2 separate regions of the Hordeum vulgare genome follow, and region 1 is linked to region 2. Evidence: chromatin contacts called from public Hi-C data. All regions are on one chromosome and are shown on one strand. Each heading gives the region's core, a stretch centred on a gene start, on an enhancer-like site or on the middle of the called end of the contact. The rest is flanking DNA. Distances are from core to core; before and after follow the strand shown. Region 1 holds the start of LOC123435965 (mitochondrial carnitine/acylcarnitine carrier-like protein). Region 2 holds the start of LOC123435949 (abscisic acid receptor PYL10-like).

Region 1 (4,073 bases), core at 470-2,969, 460 kb before region 2:
CATGATCTGATCTAATCTCCACTTCATTCGAACACCGAGATTTTGTATGTGAGATTAGAATGTATGCAGTAAAGTCATGATATTCATCCTTTTCTGAAGTTGCCCTTTTCTACACACACTAGATGTCATTCATGCTATGTACTTCCTTGCCATTATCCCATTGTATCACAGTTCAGTGTGTTTATCTTGCATCATATCATCCATTGCAACTATGGATTAATGCTCTATAATACAGGGACATATTAAGAAAGCACCCGACTCAGATCAGTTAAATTTCATATATAGGCAGTGGCACCTGTATGTATAACCAATGGCAATAGGGTGCATAGTTGAAAAACTAACTGAACCGTGTCTCTAGTCAGTAGGAAGTCAATGAAAGAAAATCCCTGGCAATTAACGTTTGGATCTAAAGTGTGTATTCCTCTGTATCGCAGTTTATCTGACTTTCCCTCACCATGTGATTCATTGTTGCAGTGCGTAGCTTCTGTCGATTCTAGGGTCACTGAAAAATCCTCTGAAGGATTCATTTCCTAGTGCTCTTAAGGCAAATGCAATAAGACTGCATAGCTAAAAAAACTTAGGAGTCTGCTAGATATTAACTTATTTTTAATCAAAATGTAATAAGACTGCCTGCGCCTTTGTATATATACTCCCTCCGTTCCTAAATATAAGTCTTTTAAGAGATTTCACTAGTGGTCTACATACAAAGCAAAATGAGTGAATCTATATTCTAAAGTATGTCTATATACATCCGTATGTAGTCTACTAGTGGAATCTCTAAAAAGACTTATATTTAGGAACGGAGGGAGTAGTTGTTAACTTGTTATTTGTATTTTCATACGTGTTATTGAAGAACAGTGGTGTAAGACATAGCACCATATTACAGCTGCTGAGTTATTTGCTGGTATGCAGGTTGCAGGCCCAGAGCTCTTTAGCTGAAGCAGGTGCTGTCTCCGGCGTGGCGCTTCCCAAAGGGCCAATGGATGTGGCAAGGCATGTCATAAGGGACGCCGGCTTCAAAGGACTGTTCAAGGGCATCGTCCCGACAATGGGCCGTGAGATCCCCGGCAACGCCATAATGTTCGGTGTGTACGAGGCCGTCAAGCAGTACATGGCCGGCGGCCGGGACACGTCAGGCCTCGGCCAGGGCTCTCTCATCCTCGCCGGGGGGCTCGCCGGAGGGGCGCTGTGGCTCACGGTGTACCCGACCGACGTCGTCAAGAGCGTGATCCAGGTGGACGACTACAAGAAGCCGAGGTACTCCGGGTCGATCGACGCGGTCAAGAAGATCGTCGCGGCCGACGGGGTCAAGGGCCTGTACAAGGGGTTCGGCCCCGCCATGGCCCGCAGCGTCCCGGCAAATGCCGCCACCTTCGTGGCCTACGAGATCACGCGGTCGGCCATGGGCTGACTGACCCAAGGTCCTGGCGCCGCCCTCCGTTTCTTCTCCGACGCGGCTGAAGCGGCATTAAGCGGAGCAACTGAGACAGAATTGGGATCCATGGCAGACAAAAGAAAGGAAAAATTAACCATTCTTCTTTGCTGCGACATTGTTTCTCAGAACCTCGCATAGACTGGCAGCAATGGCAGGATCGTTGGTGATAATAAAGGTTGAGCTTTACCTGTGCTGTGCGTGTGTCATGTGTGAGTGTAGTAGTGGCTGGTGATTTGGCTTGTCGAAATGGTTGGCTGGGAGTGGATTGGCCATCCGACGGCGATCCAATGGTGAGGGAGCGATTGTCTGACTCTGACGGCGATGGGGGTGCGCCTTTGTGGTTTTGTTGGGTTGCATCGTCTGGTGAGAGGGGTGGGTGGGTGGTTCTGGGCTTGCTTGGCATCTGAACCACCTCTCCCTTCTTCCTGGCCTGTATTTTTTTGCCGCTGGGTGGTGGTGGTGTTGTGTTCTCTTCTCATCTTTCTTCTCGGTGGAGGAAGGGCGGATTGAGTTCAGCTCCATTTCGCCTCGGAGTCAAGGTAATTTCTCTTCCATTTCGTCCCCGGAATGCCCGCTCTTCCTGTTCATGTGCAGACCATGAAGAGCTTCGAACCTGATTGGGTGGGTGGGATTGCAGTTCTTCAGATTCACCGGATTGGATGATGTCTTTTAGCTCTTGCTGAATGTGCCTTGTGATTCTTGAGGCACAAACAAAATCCAAACCTTTTTGGCGCTCTAGTTGAGACTTGAGACAGGCCGTCCTATTGCATTGCTGTACTGACTGCGTATGTGTCAGGATTGCGATGATGCCGTTGAAACTTGTCGTGCCTCTGGGGTTTATATCTCATAAGGTTTTTTTTTTCGCATTGCCTACCTGAATTTCATTTAAAATGGCCAAAGCCAAAGGCAGAGTGAAGACAATTTTTCTTTTCACGGAGTAGTTTAGGGTCGTTCCTCTGTGGTTTCACTCTTGCCAGCGGTTTTCGCATAGAGATTCGTGTCTTCCAGTCAAGATGCTGCTGGCCTCTGTGGTTTGACGGGATCTTTTCCGGTCAAGCGGTATCGTATAGGATGCCAACATTGACAGGCTGTTGAGCTGTTCATGTTGTGTCTTATCTCCACTTAAACAAATCAGCAAAGCAAAGCATTGGGGAAAACTGAGCGGGATCCATCCTCCCTAATCCAAATTGTTGTGAGAGCAGATGGGGGACGTGGCCAAGGACCTTGCCGCCGGCACGGTGGGCGGGGCGGCGCAGCTGGTCGTGGGCCACCCGTTCGACACCATCAAGGTGAAGCTGCAGAGCCAGCCCACGCCGCCGCCCGGCCAGCCGCCCAAGTTCGCCGGCGCCATGGACGCCGTCAAGCAGACCATCTCGGCCGAGGGGCCCCGGGGCCTATACAAGGGCATGGGCGCCCCGCTCGCCACCGTCGCCGCCTTCAACGCCGTGCTCTTCACCGTCAGGGGACAGATGGAGGCCCTGCTGCGCTCCGAGCCCGGCGCCGCGCTCACCGTCGGCCAGCAGGTCGTCGCCGGCGCCGGGGCCGGCGTCGCCGTCTCCTTCCTCGCCTGCCCCACCGAGCTCATCAAGTGCAGGCTGCAGGCGCAGAGCGCGCTCGCCACCGCCGCTCCCGCCGCCGCCGCCGCCGCTCCAGCCGCAGGCGGCGCGGCTGCCACCGTCACCGCCACGGCCAGTGCTGCCGCGGTGAAGTACGGCGGGCCGCTGGACGTGGCGAGGCACGTGCTGCGGTCCGAGGGCGGCGTGCGGGGCCTCTTCAAGGGCCTGGTCCCCACAATGGCGCGCGAGATCCCCGGCAACGCGCTCATGTTCGGCGTCTACGAGGCCACCAAGCAGTACATGGCCGGCGGGCAGGACACGTCAGGGCTGGGCAGGGGCTCCCTGATCCTCGCGGGCGGGGTCGCCGGCGCGGCGTTCTGGGGGTCCGTGTACCCGACCGACGTGGTCAAGAGCGTGCTCCAGGTGGACGACTTCAAGAACCCAAAGTACTCGGGCTCCATGGACGCGTTCAAGAAGATCCTCGCCGCCGACGGGGCCAGGGGTCTGTACAGGGGGTTCGGGCCGGCCATGGCGCGCAGCGTCCCGGCCAACGGCGCCTGCTTCCTCGCCTACGAGGTGACCAGGTCCCTGCTCTAGGCGACCAGCAAGCAGGCTGCTGGTTTCTGCACATCCATCGCCATTCTTGACTTCGTTATTGTTCCTCCACCCTGATGATTCAGTTATCGTTGTTTGGACAGTCCTGCCTCTGTAACAGAAAACCAAGACATGTGTGTGAATCGAACGAAATTTGCATTCCTTTTCTTTTGTTTCTTTCTTTTTGCGAGAAGGACAAGGGGTGACATTTGCGAACTGCGGGGTGGCAGTGTGTTTTTGGGATGACATTTTTGCAAAAAAAAAAGACATGGCCTTTTATTTTTTTTACTCCCTCCGTCACGGTTTAAGAAACGGGCATGAGCAATTTCTACTATCAAGGTGAATCTTGATTCGTTTTATTTTTTTAATAATTGTTCACACAATAACCGTACGATGCTTAATTATTTAAAAAGATAATGCATAGTAACTCACACAAACACTAAACGAGGAGTACACATGCAGCCTACTAGTACTCTTAATTAATTAAA
Region 2 (4,137 bases), core at 399-2,898:
CAAATGTCAATAGCATTCATCACATCACATGATAACGATGGCTTCTGGAAGGCTCGGCTAACACAAATGGATCGTTCACATGATATGACTGCTACAGTCGCTGGTAGTACTAACATATTCAGATACGCACAAGTTGGACATAAATTCACCAAATTTTGCAGTGATGGACACAAACTGGCTTGGGAAAAATGTTAGTAGTGTTGTTTTCTACTCCAGGGAACTAGAGAGGCAACAAGTGTCGATAGCCACTGTGTTTTCATGCCGGTTCCAAACAAAAACAATCATGCATGCATCCCGGAGCACACGCAACAGAAAAACATGACAAGAAAGAGACAAAACTACACCAACTAAACAAGCATCTCATGACAATCGATCACAGTAATATCGTCTCTGCTTCTACAGTTTACAGTAGAGTGCTCCTAGTTTCCACTTTCCACTAAATCATGCAGCCATTTAACATTATACATCATCGATCGGCAGGTACTAATTCTTCACCATCATCATCATTGATCAACAAGTGGTAATTCATCCTCAATTCATCATCATCATCATTGATCAACAAGGCCCTAGCTAGAGTATGAATCAAGCTAATGAACATTGATTGAGTGAGTAATAAGCTGGCTTGATCATCTAGTACAGTAGCAGCGAGCAGAGCTATGAATCAGGGACATGCAAAGTTGAATTCCAATTGCAACCACGGCAGAAAGGTGAAAGAATTCCAAGGAAAGGAAAAGAAAGGGGATGGAGGAGTCCATAGAAAGAGTTTTATTACAGGCAGCACCTCAGGAATCACACCTATTCGAAGCCCCTGCATGCGTCAATTCGAAGCAACCCCCTCCCGAGAAAAAGCAAAGAGTATCACAGGCAGCATCCGTCCGTCGTTATTCTGCCGGCGGCGCGGCGGCGGCGGCGGCGGCGTTGGCCTCGGCGACGGACTTGAGCTTCTGGAGGTTGAGCCTGACGACGGTGTCCGCGAAGAGGCGGGTGTCCTCCTCGCTGTTGCCGTCGGGGACGTCGACGACGTAGGACTCGAGGACGACGGTGCAGATCTCGGCGGGCGCGGCAGGGGAGAGCTCGGAGACGGTGGTGACGGAGCGGTAGTTGCGAAGGCGATGCTCGCCGCCGGTGATGGTGAAGCCGAAGGCCCTGCGCGCGTCGTCCAGGAGGTCGAGGCGCTCGGTGCTGGTGCTGGCGGGGAGGCCGGAGATGACGCTGACCTCGCGGAGGCGACCCGGGCGGAGGTCGTCGCCGGCCTCGGGGTCCGGGCGGAGCGCGCAGCTGCGGATGAAGTGCTTGTACACCTGGGGGCAGTCGAAGCGGCGGACGATGGCCCAGACCGCGGCTGGCGGCGCCTCGATACGCTGCGCGACGAGGGAGGAGCATTGGCCTGGCCCCACGGCGTACCGGTGGTACGCCTCCACCGTGGGCAGCAGCTGCGCGTACTCCGCGGCCGTCAGCCCAAGCCCCGCCGGTACCTCCGGCTCGGCCGCCGGCGCCGCCGCCACAGGCTGCTGCTCCATCGATTGGACTCGACTCGGGGCGGTCGGGTGGGGTTGGGTGGGATGGGATGGGATGCGTGCGAGAGAGAGGCTTGGAGCAGGGTGAGATGGAGGGGAGCCTTGCGGGAGTGAGCTGCCTGCTAGTACATTTAATACTCCTCTATCTAGCAGTAGACGCTGAACCGAGATGGGGAATTGGGACCAGGGCTTTCTCTCTCTACTCTCTCTCCCTCCCTCTTGGTCTACGACCCCTTCACCTAGGGAATAAAAAAAATGTTTTTTTGTGTTTGTGGTATATTCATATTGTCTTGGGATTTTAGGGTTTTTCTCTTATACTTCCTCATTTTTAAGCAAAATAAGTGACTTAAAATGACTTAACTTTGTACTAAAGTTAGTGCAAAGTTGACTCACTTTTAAGTCACTTATTTTAAGACGGAGGAAGTATTTACTAGATGATGTCCCACGTGTTTCCGTGATACTATTTGCTATAAATAATGTTTTTAATCGTTATTAAACTTCATCGTAGATTGTTGAGAGAAGAAGGTTGGCCGAAGCAATGTTGGAAGTTGCTACCGCATTTATGCATTTGAGCAAAATGATTTTCAGCAAGAAAGAACAAAACTTAACTTTTGTTGTATTGTGTTAGAAAGACTAACAATCCAAATATTGTCAATATCTATGAGAAAAATGATATTAAGAAACTATTATCCATGATTTATTAATGTTATACACATCATCAACCAACAATGTTGATGATAGACACATATTCCCTATATCAAATTATCAATCTATTACACCTACAGGAGGCATAAACAATTGCATTACTACTACAATCCAAACTTTAGAAATAATGCATGGAAACATGTACTACAGTCTAAGGTTGTCACCCAAATGGAGTAAAAATTTAAAAAGAAAACAATGACACTTAATCAATAGTACTCCAAAAGAGCTACATGAAAACATCTACTCGAGTGTGAAGATTCTAAATAAAATACAATTTTCCTTGGTATGCGTACTAACAAAATAGACGAGAATGCACTGTTGATTGGTTGTATGCGCCATCCAACCCAACACGGGGTCAGATCTACAGCCTTGAGGCCATGAGCCAGCAAGGCCTTCTTCATGAAGATGGGATCTAACTTCATTCGTTCTCGGTGCGTGCAAACGAGTTAATGTTTTCATCCCACATGAGTTGGTTGGCACGATAATGTGACCAAGGATTTTCATTGGCAGGCGAGGTATCTTTGCAGTAGAAGAAAGTTTTTTTGCCACCCTTTGGGTGATTTGCCAGGTTTATATGGGGATAGATGCAATTCGAACGCTTTTGGATGGTTATGCCACCACACTCCAAGAAAAGGACCACCGCTGGTTTTAGTTTGTCCATTGCAATAGGCGAATTCAAAGAACAAACTAAAGCCGGCTCCATGTGGAGATAATCCTCATAGAACACTTGGAAGTTACTAATGTTGAGAATGGTGTTGGCGCGAGATCTTGACGTCGCAGGTTGTAGTATGCAAGGACATTGCGAAAAAACCTAGAGTCGAGCAGTCTAAATCCCCTAGATATGTGTTTATCGAAGATGATTACTTCACCTTGCTTAGGTCTTGGCTGGTTCTCCTCTCCGAGTGTGCGCCAATTTATCTCCTCCTTGGGTGGGAGCAACCTGTCAGCTTCGAGCTTCGGAGCTGGAGCTCAAAGATATGAGACTTAGCGCAATTCGCATTGACTAGGGGCTTGGTGACAGTCGGATCTGGAACAGATGATGAATCCACCTTCTTCCCTCTACCTTTGGGTTTTGAGGCCATCGTCCTGTAACACATGCGATGGAAGAACAATTGCGGGGGGTGAACCCTAGCGGCAGCGGCACGAGCGAATAAGCTTGGAGCTGAGCTGCATTGGAAAGAGGGAAAAGAAAGAGTGGCAGACGAACCCTAGCGGCAGTGACGCAAGTGAAAGAGCTTGAAGTTGGGCGACACTACAAGAAGGAGAACAAGTGGGTCTAATAGACCCCGAGAGCGATGGCGGCGCACACAAATCTTGGCTTGGATCTAAGCATCGCTGGAGGAAGAAGATAAAGCAGAGGCATGCGATGTAGAAATGAGCACTAGGCTCCCCCATCGCACTATTTATAGGCGGGGATAGAAACCATAACGTCACAACAATTATGTGAAATGGCCCATGAGAATATGTCGTGATAATTTGTTGACCTAGTCAAATTGCACGTTGAGATATGCGAGATCTTGACACGTGTCACATGCGGAGAATCGTGTGTGATACACAAAATAGATCCTAAGTATGAGAAAACATGCTCTCAACCTTGCTATCTAAGCGAGACTTTGGGAAGAATCCAGCAGAATCCACGTGTTGTCACCCAAATGGAGTAACAATTTGAAAAAGAAAACAATCACACTTAATCAATAGTACTGCAAACGAGCTACATGGAAACTGTTGGAAATATGCCCTAGAGGCAATGATAAATAGTTATTATTATATTTTCTGTTTAAAGATAATTGTTTATTATCCATGCTATAATTGTATTGAATGAAAACATAGATACATGTGTGGATACATAGACAAAACAATGTCCCTAGCAAGCCTCTAGTTGGCTAGCCAGTTGATCAAGGATAGTCAAGGTTTT

The links. Hi-C and Micro-C count contacts between places; a contact is called where the count stands out from the background.
Region 1: a Hi-C map of seedling shows a contact between it and region 2, with 4 times the contacts expected there. The contact joins the promoter of LOC123435965 here to the promoter of LOC123435949 in region 2. A contact is called at or near these places in 3 of 6 Hi-C or Micro-C datasets (leaf and seedling) and 1 of 1 datasets of contacts at active chromatin or transcription factors (embryo).

The regions. Positions count from the first base shown.
Region 1 is chr1H:352,520,107-352,524,179 of MorexV3_pseudomolecules_assembly, reverse strand. LOC123435965 (mitochondrial carnitine/acylcarnitine carrier-like protein) reads left to right here and starts at 1,719. Exons shown (of 2, transcript XM_045115602.1): 1 at 1,719-1,974; 2 at 2,638-3,748. The coding sequence starts at 2,638. The coding sequence ends at 3,588. LOC123435981 (mitochondrial carnitine/acylcarnitine carrier-like protein) reads left to right here. Exons shown (of 3, transcript XM_045115604.1): 3 at 913-1,628. The coding sequence ends at 1,411.
Region 2 is chr1H:352,062,647-352,066,783 of MorexV3_pseudomolecules_assembly, reverse strand. LOC123435949 (abscisic acid receptor PYL10-like) reads right to left here and starts at 1,648. Exons shown (of 1, transcript XM_045115601.1): 1 at 525-1,648. The coding sequence starts at 1,520. The coding sequence ends at 882.